Linked DNA regions of Sus scrofa: all the other regions are linked to region 1. A link is a contact called in public HiChIP or PLAC-seq data. All regions are on one chromosome and are shown on one strand. The core of a region is the stretch at or near the end of the contact, and the rest is flanking DNA. Distances in the headings are between cores, read along the strand shown. Region 1 holds the start of DIXDC1 (dixin). Region 2 holds the start of PTS (6-pyruvoyl tetrahydrobiopterin synthase). Region 3 overlaps BCO2 (beta,beta-carotene 9',10'-oxygenase). Region 4 holds the start of TEX12 (testis-expressed protein 12).

Region 1 (3,375 bases), core at 577-3,076:
GCCCTTCAGTGAAGGCTATGACACCCCTCAGCCAAAGGAAAACTCTGACTCAGTTAGTGAGGTGGGGATAGCATTTGCGCCGTTTTCCTCTGTGTCAAGAACAAGGCCGGGGCACCGGGGCCAGGACTGGGGAAGGATCTGAGGCAGGTCAGGCTGCAGAGCTTCTTAATTAAAAACAGCTATTAAGGAAAGAGCCTGCTGTGCAGATGTAGAAAGAAAATCTTATACACAAATTCATGAGAATGGCTACCTCTGGGGAAAAGGCCAGGATGGCAGGGGCGGCCAAAGCACTCAGTCTTGCCTGTGAGGTTCATCATCATGAAGAGAATGGATTCATATGTTAACTGTTTAATTAAAAACTGACTTTAAAAAATATTACACGTTTAGAATGGATAGGCAATGAGGTCCTGCTATATAGCACAGGGAACTATATCCAATCATTTGTGATAGAACATGATGGAAGATATAGGAGATAAAGGATGTATATATGTATAACTGGGTCAATATGCTGTACAGCAGAAATTGGCACAACATTGTAAATCAACTATAATAAAAAAAATCTTTAAAAAACGCCATAAAGGGAAGAGAGGGAGAGGTGGAAAGAAAAAGAGGGAGAAAGGAAGAAAGACAACCAACCATCTACCTCTCCTTGTAAGGGATGCTGGGATAAGGCAACCCACCGGGTGGGGCTCAGAAGCCATGGAGGACATCGGAGCCAACCACAAGGGACAAAGGTCTTAAACCCAAATGGTCTGGGTCACTAGAAAAGAAAACTGGATAAACACCAGAATTCTGAGAGAAAAGCAAGTGAAGAGAAAAAGACTGTCCGCCAGCCCTAGCCCACACTGCCTGTCCGACTGAGGCCCTAGGTCCCCCCTCTCACACCGAAAGGGGCAAACCCCAGCTCCCCTGAATCAGGCCCAGAAACCTCTCTCTCCTCTTAGGTCCCTCTGCCAAGCAGGCTGGTGGTTGGGGGGAATGCACTGCCCTGGATTTAGAAAGTGATGTGAACACGAAGTGGGCACTTCCTGCGGACCACCTACTCCTCCTGCCCTTGCTCAAACTTTCTACCAATGCATGCCACCTCCTTTGGCTCACCCACTTACTCCTCAAACAGAAGGAGCACCTCTGCCATATAGTCATGGGCTTCCCTGGGGATGTCCTGCGGGCAAAGCCCAGAGAGGGATGAGACCACTTCTTCTGGAAGGAGATGACCTCAGAATTCGTGGTCCTGTCTTCTGGGCACAGGCAAGCTACCAGGGAACGTCATTGCCCAGCTTGGCTGGAAGCAGTCGGCCCTTTTGATCCCTCCGGGTTCACCAGGCTCCTCTGTACTGTACCCACCCCCACCTTAGCTTGGGGTTCTGCAGGGGGTTGTTCTGGGTCCGGTAAGGATGCAGGCGGAGGAGGACCCCTTCCAGAGATGAGGCTGGAGGCGTTAAGGCAGGGGGAGCTGGGGAGTGGGAGGAGCAGTTACCTCATTGAAGCCCTCCTGCAGAACGTCCAGTAAGTTCCCCCGGGTCAAACAGGCTAGCATTGTTCCTGCCGGCCCCCCGGGCGGGGTCTCCGGGCCGGCGGCCGCCGCCTCCTCCTCCCCGTGCACACAAAGACTCCCGGCTCAGCTCATTGGGATGTCTCCGGAGTCCCGCATGCCACTTACTGGAAACCCAGACCCGGGCCAAACTAGCGGCCTCCACTGGGCATGCTCGCACCGGGGATCTGCAGGAGGGGCCCCGCGCTGTCGCGGTTCCTATAGAAACTGCTGGGCGCGCACCAGGCGGAGGGGCGCTGGCTGGGGGCCCCCTGCCCGGCGTGCGTCAGGGAGAGCCCCGCGCCGCGCGCACACACGCACACGCACACGCTCACACACCGGGCCGGGGGTCGGGCGTGGGGAGCGGCGGCGTATGTGCCTGCGCTGCAGACACACACATACAGCAGGGCTGCTGGAGCGTGCGCGCCCCCCCGCCCCCCGCCCCAATACACACGGACGCACAGGGGGTATGGCTGCGTGTGGATGCCCTACACACACACACACACACACACACACACACACACACTCTTTCTCTCTCTCTCTCTCTCCTCTCTCTCTCTCTCTCTCTATCTCTTTCTCTGATGGCTAAAGAACTCAAGCTCCCCACCACAAGGCAAGGTGGCTGGGAAGGGGAGTGAATCATAGATTTTTACTCCCAGACTAGCTTTTTAACCCCCAGCAACCTTTTCCCATATGGGGCCTGGACAGTGAGGTTAGGCTAAAGAAGGGGTATCAAGAAGGGACAGACACAAAGAGAGGGTAGAGCGCTTTAGTTATTGATGTTATTGGGGTACATTTAATAAAGTGGTGCTAAACCAATCACAGGATCAAAATAGGGACATCAAGGGTAAACCAAGGATGAAGAAGTCTTTACCAAAAAAGTTTCTTTCTTTTGAAAATAAGCGCTAAAATGTGAAACCATATTTTAAATGAGTTTTAACTTAATTAAATGGGTTTTAATGAAAATAATTGTACAATGTCCTGGTGCACTGGAAAGGGTTAGGTAAGAGCTTCCTCAAACAAACAGAGAGCTCTTCCCCTTTGTTTCTGGTTATTCCAGTCACAGTCTTGATTATTTATTTTTAAAAATACTAGTCATCTGTGTCCTTGGTGCACACTCTTGTTTCTATAGGAAAACTGGAAGCTGAAAGAACACCCATATTATGTTACACCTCGTGATCCCAGATGGGAGGGAAGGGTTTACTGGGTGTTAAGGCTCAGAGAAGGTCAGGCCTTGCCCAAGGACACAGCTGGTTAGTGAGAGACTGTTTGAGAAGTTAGGACTCTATTTTTTCTTTCTTCTTTTTTGCTTTTTAGGGCTGCACCTGTGGCATATAGAAGTTCCCAGGCCAGGGGTCCAATCAGAGCTGCAGTTGCCAGCCTACACCACAGCCACGGCAATGCAGGATCCAAGTCGTATCTGTGACCTACACTGCAGCTCACAGCAACACCAGATCCTTAACCCACTGAGCGAGGCCAGGGATCAAACCCACATCCTCATGGGTACTAGTTAGATTTGTTTCCACTGCTCCACAACAGGAACTCCAGAAGTTAGGACTCTACAGGAGTGATTTTCCAAAGGCACAGATTCCCTCCTCAAATCCCCATTAGTACCTTAGCGAGAAAAGTCAGTAATGGCTTTTATTCAACCTAACCTCATCCTCGGGTCACTAGAGAAGAACGTCCTTACTTAGAACGGCCAGAACTGGCTACATCTTGCCTGAATGTCTAAAGCTGCTAAACACAAAGATGCTTCTGAGAAAAGACACACCTCCCTCTGACCACAGCAAGCAGGAAACAGAAGTCAGCCAAGGTGTTAAATGGCTGTTGCTGGTTGAATGCTG
Region 2 (3,375 bases), core at 268-2,767, 250 kb before region 1:
AGTGCCATGAGCTGTGCTGTAGGTTGAGATGCGGCTCAGATCTGGCATTGCTGTGGCTGTGGTGTAGGCCAGCAGCTACGGCTCTGATTTGACCCCTAGGCCTGGGAACCTCCAAATGCCACAGGTGTGGCCCTAAAGACAAAAATAATAATAATAAAAATAAAATAAAATTACGATACTCAGCGTATGTTCTAAACAGAGAACAATTTTCTCAACGGATTTTTATATTTATACCTGTCCAATCAACAGTGCATCTGCAAGGAGGCTCTACAACCCTCACATGTTTGAGCTTCCTATTAAATAACCCCTTTCTCTGTGAGACACTATTACTTTCCTCATTCTCTCCTGCTCACCCACTTCTTACATTCCACGTGCCACAATTCACAAAGCTTCTGCACAAAATTACCTCACTCTACCCTCCAAAAAATTGGCCAGTTTGTACATTCCAGAAGTAAGGCTAAGACAGGTCTTGATCACTGCTGCATGCCTGTTACCTAGCCCAAGACCTGACAAAAAATACCTGTCCTGTGAATGAATGCATCAATCCTCTTAGGTAGAAATTATTATCCTGGTTTCACAGAGGAGGAAACAGATGCTCAGAGAGTGGAGCCTTCTACTAAGTGGCAAATATCCCCTCAAAATCAACTCTTCAATTCGACCCAGCAGTCTGAGTACTCTGGGTTCAATCCCAACTGTGCTGCTTGCCAATGCTCCTGACATAACAGCAGCTAACATGAACTGAGTGTTTACGATGTGCCGGGTACCGCGTAACGTGGGCGAGCTCAACTCCTTTGAAGGTCACAGCGACCCTCTAAGCTAAATTAGAGCAATCCGAGGGACCAAGAAGTACGTTCAGGTCGCAGAGCCAGCGAGAGGACCCTCCGGGCTGCGTACCCTGGGCCGTCGCCCTCCGCAGTCACTGCACAGCCCCTCTGGAGCCTGGTCAACTCGCTATCACGGCTCTTAGGTGGTCGACGAGGCCCGGCGGCCCTAAGAAGGCACCCAGCGCCCCCGCCCCGCCGCGCGCCCCCGCCCCGCCGCGCGCCCCCGCCCCGCCGCGCGCCCCCGCCCCCGCCGCGCGCCCCCCCGCCCCGCCGCCGCGCGCCCCCGCCCCGCCGCGCGCCCCGCCTATTCAACGTAGGGTACCCCGGCCGACCCCCGACGTCCGGGCGCCAGGCCCTCCTAGGCCCAGGCCTCGAAGGCCCCGCCCTCGCTACTCTCACCGTGGGCACACCCACCTGTGGAGCCGATGGGACGCGCTGAAGGACGCGAGGCGGGACACTCGCGCCCGCCGGTGGGGGCCTGAGTCAGCGTCGCTCCTCATTCCGCCCGCGAGGCAAGGCCGAGCCTCCTGCCCCGGGGCCGCCGCCTGCCTGGGGGAATGGGCGGGGCCTCCCTCCGCGGCTGCGCAGTGCGGCAGGCGCCCCGGAAGCGCCCTGCGGCTGAGCTCCCTCTGCCGGCTTGGAGGCCGCACCGGGCTTTCCGTTATCTCGGGAGAGCAAGAGCTCACAGAGCTGGGCGTGCCTTAGAGTAGATGGGGTCTGGTGGCCTTCATTTTTCTGTCCGCTAAACCTGAGGCCACGTCGTGCAGTTAGGGTGCGCGTGGGCCTACTTTGAATCAGGGAGGGACTTCATTGAGCCGCCCTTCCCACTCGCTTCTGGAAAGCCCAGGGTTACGGTGTAAACCTCCAGTGGCAGGATGAGATGAGTCCCAGGACCAGTCTACTTATAGCTTAAAAGGCGGAGAAATTTGAGGGCACGTGTAGGACCACGTGGTCTTCAGAACCGATATTACCTTTGGACTGTTTGGAACAAAGGGGAGTTCTCAAGCTGTCCTTATCGTCCACATTCCTGCATGGACCCATTTATCACTTGGTTGCCACAGTGTAAGCACATGCACCCATGAACATACACACATTAGCAATTTTCTGTTCACCGCAGACACCTCGGAGTGATAGGATCTTGTTTCCTCACATCTACTCCTAAGGAGTGATCAAACTACTTAGAGTTGCCAGCATGCACCATGTCATCTCTTGCCTCCCTTCATCCTTTCATTAGTTACCGAGTGTGTACTATGTTGCTGGCATGTTCCAGGCACTGGAAATAGATAAAATCATGGGCATGGCAGAAATATAAGCCCCAATGATTTCTCTCAAATGTCTCCTGTCTCCAGCTATATATGTTGTTCATTCTGCATTATCGTTATTATTAATATGTTATGTAGCAAATATTCCTCACACATTTTCAAGTTTTTTCTCCTCTCCTCCACTGGACTGTAAAAGAACTTTGAATAATTATAAACCAGAGTTTTGTTTTGTTTTGTTTTTTGTCTTTTGTCCTTTTTTTAGGGCCGCACCTGCGGCACATGGAGGTTCCCAGGCTAGGGGTCTAATCAGAGCTGTTGCCAAGGGCCTATGCCACAGCCACAGCAACACAGCATCCAAGCCATATCTATGGCCTACACCACAGTTCACGGCAATGCCAGATCCTTAACCCATTGAGGGAGGCCAGGGATCGAACCGCAACCTCATGGTTCCTAGTCAGATTCATTTCCGCTGTGCCACGATGGGAACTCCAAACCAGAGATTTTTGAGGTAGAGACCCAAAATCTAACTCAGTCCTCTCACAGATAAGAAAATACAGGCCTACTATAAATGAATTACTTACCCAAGATCACTTATAATGTAAACAGTGTTCCCCCAGGCACTGACTACATCATAGATACTCTAACGATTACACAAATGCCTCACTTGTTTCAAAAACGATTTAAAGAATCAAAATAAAATTTTAAAAGGGTATAATTTTGGAGAAATTGCTGTTTGCTTTAATAAAAATCATTGCATTTGCAGAATTTTTGCTCTATTTTATTAAAGTCGATTCTATATAAAGGCACTCACCAAATTTACCCTCAGTCACACTGCTACAGATTGAATTGTACCCCCCCCCCAGAATATGGTTTTATTTGGAAATAGTATCTTTGCAGACGTGGTTAAGACGGGTCACTAGGGAGCCCCCTAATCCCTTTCCCCTCACTTGTATACTCCCTTTCCTTGAGTCTCAGGACATTGCCCAGTGGTAAGTTGGACTCAGGGAGAGGAAGAGGCCCTGCCTAAGCTTTATGTCTCAGTCATATGCTCAATTTCCAGAACTTTCTGCTGTACCTAGACTATAAAGTATTGACCCTTTTTGTCTTCTCCTTCAAGAACCTCATAGGAGTTCCTTTCATGGCTCAGTGGTTAATGAACCTGACTAGGATCCATGAGGATTCGGGTTTGATCCGCACCTCATGGATCCTAGTTGGTTCATTCCCTGGCCTGGCTCACTGGGTTAAGGATCTGGCATTGTCGTGACTTGTGGTTTAGGTCGCAGACTCGG
Region 3 (3,375 bases), core at 455-2,954, 220 kb before region 1:
ATTTTGATCTTTTTATGGCTGAGTAGTAGTCCATTGTGTATATGTACCACATCTTCTTAATCCATTCATCTGCCAGTGGACATTTAGGTTGTTTCTATGTCTTGGCTATTGTGAATAGTGCTGCAATGAACATATGGGTGCATGCGTCTTTTTCAAGGAAAGTTTCGTCCAGATATATGCCCAAGAGTGGGATTGCTGGGTCATGTGGTAGTCTATAATCTTTTTTGTTGCTATTGTAAATGAGAGGGTTTTTTTTCTACCATTATTTCCTTTAACTGGTTGTTGTTTGTGTATATGAAGGCCACTGATTTTAGTATGTTAATTTTACATCCTGTTACCTCCTCACCTTTTAATTATTTGCATTATTTTGTTTATTTCCCTATGGTTTTCCAGGTTTACTATGATATAATCAGCATTACTTTAATAATCCTTGTGCCTCTAATTAATTTCTTTAGTCTAATTGTACTGGTTACACCTTGTAAAACAGTAGTAGAAACAAGTAGCCATCCATCCCTTATTCCTGCTTTAGAAAAAATAATTGTAGTATTACTGATTTTAGGACGAAGATTAAAATACATTTATATATGGTGTGTGGATATGTGTATATACACACATATATATAAACATATGTATATACAAATATAATGTGTGTATACACATATATATATACATATATATACAAAATCATGTTAAGAAACTATTTCTCAAATCCATTTTCCTGAGTATTTTTATGAGGAATGGCTGTTAAATTTTGACAAAAGTTTTGTTACCGTTTATGGAGAAAATCAATTATGATTATGATTACTTTTCCTGAGATCTATTCATATGGTACATGACATTAGTGGATTTCCAAATAAGAGTAATGAACCTACCTTGCATTCTTGGAATAAATCCTATATGATCTTAGTGAATTATATATATATATGTGGGTATGTATTAATTAATTTATTTATTTATTTTACAGCTGCATTCATGGCATATAGAATTCTGGAGCCAGGGACTGAATTTGAGCTATAGCTGCAACCTATGCCACAGCTGCAGCAGTGCCAGATACTTTAACCTACTGCACTGGGCTGGGAATCCAACTCATGCCTCTGCAGCTACCTGAACCACTACAGCTAGGTTCTTAACCCACTGCACCACAGCAGCAACTCCAATTATATTTTTAAGGTAGTTGAATTCTGTTTGTTAACGAAATGTTTATTGTATTATATTAGTACAATATATTTGGTACTTTTTCTTTTTTTTAACAACTTTATCATATATAGATATCAGTATTATACTTGCCTCATAAAAAGAATTGGGAAATTTCCTTTCATTCCCGATCCTCTGATTGAAAGCACTGGAACTACCTGATATTCAAAGGTTTAGTAGAATTTCCCTGGGAAGTAATCTGTGCCTGGTGCTTTTTTCCCCCCTGTTTTTGGCTGCCCCACAGCACATGGTCCAGGGATCAGATCCAAGCCACAGTTTCAACCTACACCACAGGTGCAGCAACATCAGACCCTTTAACTCACTGTGCAGGGCTGGGGATCGAACCTGTGTCCTGGTGCTGCAGAGATACTGCCAATAACCCTTGCCCCACAGTGGGAACTTCCCCAGTGTTTTTTTTAAGAGGTAATTTCTCAGTAAGTTTCTTGTTTTCCTCTAGAGAAATTGGTTGTTTAAACTTTCTACCTCTATCAATTTGGTAATCTGTATTTCCCCAGGAAATGATCCATTTCCTTGAGGTTTTCAAATGTATTTGCATAGAGGCCCACAAAGTCTGTTGTAATTTTAGGTCTATTTCAATGGCTTCTTTCTTACTGTCATTTCTTATTTTGCATATTTATGCTTTCTCTCTTTTTTCTTCTTGATAACATTAGCTGGTGGTTTCTTACTCTAGTTTGGTGATTTTTTTCAAAAAAATATTAAAAACGAAAGTATTCTAAAAACAATAGAATATCATTGCTAAGCCAGTCTAAATTCCACTAAGACGATGGAACATAGAGACAACAATACCCTAAGTGTAAACTCAGAAGATCAGTTTCCTCACTTAAGATATTTCATATTCTTTTCTATCCTTCTTATTTTTCTTTATCACCCCACATTGTTGACTCACACTGAGCTGTTAAGTAAAACCCCTAATTTTTATCACATTCTACTGTTAAGCCAATATCTTCCATCTTCATTCCTCTACACTGGTTTTCTTGATTCATATTCACCTTTAATAAATTTCAACGTGGAGTTCCCATCATGGTGCAGCAGAAACAAATCTGACTATGAACCATGAGGTTGTGGTTCAATCTCTGGCCTTGCTCAGAGGGTTAAGGATCCAGCATTGCCATGAGCTGTGGTATAGGCTGCAGACGTGGTTCGGATCTGGCATTGCTGTGGCTGTGGAGTAGGCCACCAGCAACAGCTCCGATTAGACCCCTGGCCTGAGAACCGCCATATGCCACAGGTGCAGCCCTAAAAAAAAGACAGAAAAACAAAACAAAAAAAAATTTCAACGTGTTAGATTCCATCTTACAAGATCTTTCTACACTCTGTCATTCCATACATTCATTTATTCAAATCAACCAACATTTCTGGAGTCCCTACTATTTGCCAAGCATGTGTCCAGCCCAACAATTATAGGCATATAAATAACTATAATACAAAGTGATTATCACAACTATGGAGAAGTATTAAGAAAAAAAAACACAAGTTATGCACAGAAGGAGCAAGAGGAAGAAGGATATGGACATCAGGGAAGTGTCAAGAGGGAAAAAAGATGTTTGTATGATTCTTTAAGGATGCTTGTCAGCTGGAGAAGAGAAAAGGGCATCCTGGGGGGAGGTGATTAAAAAAAAAAAAAAAGGAAGAGCCTAAATGAATATGGTATCTTGGAGGACTAGCTAGTCAACAAATGAGTGTGTGGACAGAGCAGTCGGCAGCAGGCAGTGAGGATGGAGAAATAAAATAGGTCAGCACAAGAACTACCAGAACTTAAACTTAAGTCTTAAAGAACTTCAACAGAAAAGCATGGAGTTTTGAAACAGGAGAGTGAAACTGGGAGATCTGTATTGTAGAAAGACACAGAGTAGGATATGGGGCAGAAATAGGAGCATCCAGACAGTAATTCAAGTGGATGATGGGCACCTAAACTGAAGCATTACAGTTAGAAAAGGACAAGTTGCAGAAATAACTCAGAAGACTGGTAGGAGGTAGGCAGTGACAAAAAGAGAGTCCTGAAAGTCACCCCTGAAGGGATGGTGATGCTTTAAATGAGACTGAGAAAACATGAACAGCTAGCACTGGGGAAAAGCAAACAGTTTAGTTCTAAACAAGAATCTGAGTCATTTGCAAAACATCAGGGTAGAGATGTTCTGTAGCCAGTTGGCAAAATACAGG
Region 4 (3,375 bases), core at 579-3,078, 200 kb before region 1:
GTCCTACATCACCTGGGGCCAGCCAGCCTACCATTTCCCATGATTTCCTTCTAGTCCCTCTATATACAGTCAAACTAATCTCTTTGGCATGTCTGCCTTGTTTCAGGATTCAGTTAAGAATGTTCTGCCTTCACAAAAGCTTAATGTTGAAACAGTCCATCTAATTCAATCTCATCTTTTGCAGATGTGAAAACAGGGACAGAGACAATTGACCAAATTCAAACATGTTAAACTAGGTCAGACTGGAACCAAGATCTCTTCTAGTCTAAAAGAGACTTCTGGGAGTTCCCATCGTGGCTCAGTGGTTAACGAATCCGACTAGGAACCACAAGGTTGCGAGTTCGATCTCTGGCCTTGCTCAGTGGGTTAAGGATCCCGCGTTGCTATGGGCTGTGGTGCAGGTCGCAGAGGCTGCTCGGATCCCATGTTGCTGTGGCTCTGACCTAGGCTGGTGTCTACATCTCCGATTAGACCCCTAGCCTGGGAATCTCCATATGCCTGGGGAGCAGCTCTAGAAAAGGCAAAAATAAATAAATTAAATAAAATAAAAGAGACTTTTGGGAGTTTTAACTGTGGCACAGTGGGTTAATGATCTTACGTGTCTCTGTGGAGACTCTGTCCTGGCCCAGCGCAGTGAGCTAAGGGATCTGACATTGCCAAAGCTGCAGCATGTAAGTCACAGCTGTGGCCCAGGATTAGATTCCTGGCCTGGGAACTTCCATATACTGCAGGTGCAGCTGAAAAAGTAAGTACTAGGGGAGTTCCCGTCGTGGCGCAGTGGTTAACGAATCCGACTAGGAACCATGAGGTTGCGGGTTCGGTCCCTGCCCTTGCTCAGTGGGTTAACCATCCGGCGTTGCCAAGAGCTGTGGTGTAGGTTGCAGACGCGGTTCGGATCCTGCGTTGCTGTGGCTCTGGCGTAGGCCAGTGGCTACATCTCCGATTGGACCCCTAGCCTGGGAACCTCTATATGCCGCGGGAGCGGCCCAAAGAAATAGCAAAAAAAAAAAAAGACAAAAAAATAAATTAATTAATTAATTAAATAAAAAGTAAGTACTAGAATAGAATATGTAGTAATATGTAGAAAACTCTACACACGCACATTAGTGCTCCCTCTTGGGAAGTTGGAGAATATTTCAGAGAAGCCAACATGAGAGCTGTTCTACACTCTCTTCCCCTTTTTCTCTTCCCTTTTCTTTTTACACCTCTTCTTGCCTGTCTCAAAGTAACAGAACGTTAATGTATCAAATCAAAACTTTCCTAATTACGTAAGTCAACTTCTGTAAAAACAGAGGTAATTCAACTTCTGTGAAAACAGAAGTTTTAATTTTTCTGTCATAGCTACGGTCCTCAGATGAATCCTGGTCTGGTCAACGGGCTGGGCCTCGGCCTGCGACAAGCACCTGCACGGCCGCAGACCCGGCCTTGCAATCATCCCCAAGTATGGGCTCTTGGCCTCGTCCAATCGTTTTCTCCTCGGCTTCTCTTCCCCTGACGCTACCTCGGGCCCCTCAGATCATCCCACCTACCTGGGTCCTCACTTCCCGCTCCGGCTCCCTCTCCCTCTCCTCCCCACTAGCCTTTCGGTCTCATCAGAGACCTGGGAGGAAGCGCCCACCTGCTCTCACTACCTTGCTTCACAGCCAGGCACACTCCCATGGGCGCTCAGCCCCAGAGCCGCACCCCAAGACCGGCCTACCGTTCCGTGGGGGCACCTTCCTCGTCAGCTAAAACGCGGGAAGAGGCCAGCGTGGGTGCGCAGGCTCAAGGCAGCAGCTTTCCCGATGGGCAGCGCGGCAGGTCACGTGACACGTCGCCTCCCCGCTGCCACGGGGAGGGGGTCTTTCTCCCAATGTGCCTCCCGGCTTGGCGTCTCGGTAAAGGAAACTCTCTCCCAGCCTCCCACTGAGTTTCTGGGGAAGAAGGGGGAAATCTGATCTAAGACTGGTTTCTCAAGAAAGACCAAGAAAGAACTACCAGAGGAAGGCCGGGGTGTGTTCTGGTCTCTTGGAACCTCAGAAAAGAAGCACAAGATGGTAGTACCCCACTACCACTTTCCAAGTGAAAGATACAGCCTGGTCCAGATGGTTTGTTTGTTGCAAGAAGTGTTTAAACCTGAGTCCCCCCTGGCCGGACCAGACACTTGTAGATCTAGAGTCTTGGTTTCTTACCTCTTCATATTTGGTGCAATTCAACTTTTGGAATCACAGCGAACATATCCTTCTTGATGTGTCAGTAAGTTTAGTCGACATCATTGGCAGCTTTCAAAACATATTTTGTAACACGCATGACTCACATATTTAAAGTTTAGCCTCATTGGGAGCTTTAATATGGTGCCTTTGACCACAATGGCAAGGATAGGCATTCTGCACTTACGCCCAGTTAGTTGTGGAAGAAAATAAAAAGTATATCATCTCATAAAACAAAGGTCAATAACACTTCCCAGACATTCCAGGTCAGTTATCTTACACCTTAGCAAACTAACACATACATATTATTGTTTTTTCCTTTGGGGTTTATTTAAATGGCAGTTGTTAAAAAGACTTGTAAGGATTGTGTGTATATGTTTATTTGTAGGCTGTTGTTGAAAGAGCCAACTTCTTCAAGTAAACTTTTAGAAAAAAGTACTTGGTTTAACTTCAGTTGTGCTATGCTTGTGAAATATAAGTCATTTAATAACTACACTTGATGATTATGGTGCAGTTACTGATCATCTATAGAACATTCCATTCACTAAGGACTGCTGACAATCTATTGAAATTTTCCGTTTGTGATAAAAGTAAGGAAAAAGGTAATGAGTTTTGTATAAAGCTAATGTGTTCCATTTATTTATTTATTTATTTATTTATTTATTTATTTATGGTCTCACAGGCATGCAGAAGTTCCTGGGCAAGGAATCATACCTGAGCCACAGAGTGATAAATTGGGGTCCATAACCACTAGGCCACCAGGGAACTCCCTGCATCACTTTAAAAGACTGTCTCTTAGGTACAGTGTCCTTCCTAAATTTTGGGGTGTTAAGGTGTTCTCTCAAGAAATAAAAATATTAAACGTTTTAGTTTTTAATGCCCTTACTTGGTAAAGTGTACAGTTATCCACTCAGTGTCTGTCTCTTCTTCATCACTATCATTACTGTTATTATTCTTTTATGGCATATGGAGGTTCCCAGGCTATGGGGCAAATCAGAGCTACAGCTGCCGGCCTACGCCACAGCCACAGCAATCAGGATCTGAGCTGCTGCATTTTTGACCTACACCACAGCCCATGGCAATGCCAGATCCTTAATCCACTGAGGGAGGGTGGGGATGGATCCCACAACCTCATGGTTACTAGTCAGATTCATTTCCACTGCGCCACAATGGGAACTCCTGTCGT

The links. HiChIP or PLAC-seq counts read pairs in DNA pulled down with a chosen protein or histone mark.
Region 2: an H3K27ac HiChIP or PLAC-seq map of alveolar macrophages shows a contact between it and region 1. The contact joins the promoter of PTS here to the promoter of DIXDC1 in region 1. A contact is called at or near these places in 1 of 5 promoter capture datasets (liver), 1 of 47 Hi-C or Micro-C datasets (blood) and 1 of 2 datasets of contacts at active chromatin or transcription factors (alveolar macrophages).
Region 3: an H3K27ac HiChIP or PLAC-seq map of alveolar macrophages shows a contact between it and region 1. The contact joins the enhancer-like site here to the promoter of DIXDC1 in region 1. A contact is called at or near these places in 4 of 5 promoter capture datasets (fetal liver, fetal skeletal muscle and liver), 12 of 47 Hi-C or Micro-C datasets (alveolar macrophages, blood, embryonic fibroblasts and 4 more) and 2 of 2 datasets of contacts at active chromatin or transcription factors (alveolar macrophages and skeletal muscle).
Region 4: a contact with region 1 is called in an H3K27ac HiChIP or PLAC-seq map of alveolar macrophages. The contact joins the promoter of TEX12 here to the promoter of DIXDC1 in region 1. A contact is called at or near these places in 5 of 47 Hi-C or Micro-C datasets (alveolar macrophages, blood and liver) and 1 of 2 datasets of contacts at active chromatin or transcription factors (alveolar macrophages).

What each region holds. Positions count from the first base shown.
Region 1 is chr9:39,664,905-39,668,279 of Sscrofa11.1, reverse strand. DIXDC1 (dixin) reads right to left here and starts at 1,826. Exons shown (of 23, transcript XM_003129869.5): 1 at 1,478-1,826. The coding sequence starts at 1,537.
Region 2 is chr9:39,918,299-39,921,673 of Sscrofa11.1, reverse strand. PTS (6-pyruvoyl tetrahydrobiopterin synthase) reads right to left here and starts at 1,517. Exons shown (of 6, transcript XM_005667339.3): 1 at 1,239-1,517. The coding sequence starts at 1,324.
Region 3 is chr9:39,883,585-39,886,959 of Sscrofa11.1, reverse strand. The region is part of intron 2 of BCO2 (beta,beta-carotene 9',10'-oxygenase); the gene reads right to left. Among named protein-coding and RNA genes, the nearest start is that of BCO2, 21 kb to the right of the region's middle. Within about 2 kb of position 1,704, at least 2 of the 83 cell types and tissues checked have an H3K27ac peak or open chromatin away from gene starts, as enhancers often do. A contact at or near this core is called in alveolar macrophages, where this site is marked.
Region 4 is chr9:39,862,546-39,865,920 of Sscrofa11.1, reverse strand. TEX12 (testis-expressed protein 12) reads right to left here and starts at 1,828. Exons shown (of 5, transcript XM_005667333.3): 1 at 1,700-1,828. BCO2 (beta,beta-carotene 9',10'-oxygenase) reads right to left here and starts at 1,785. Exons shown (of 12, transcript XM_013979374.2): 1 at 1,700-1,785.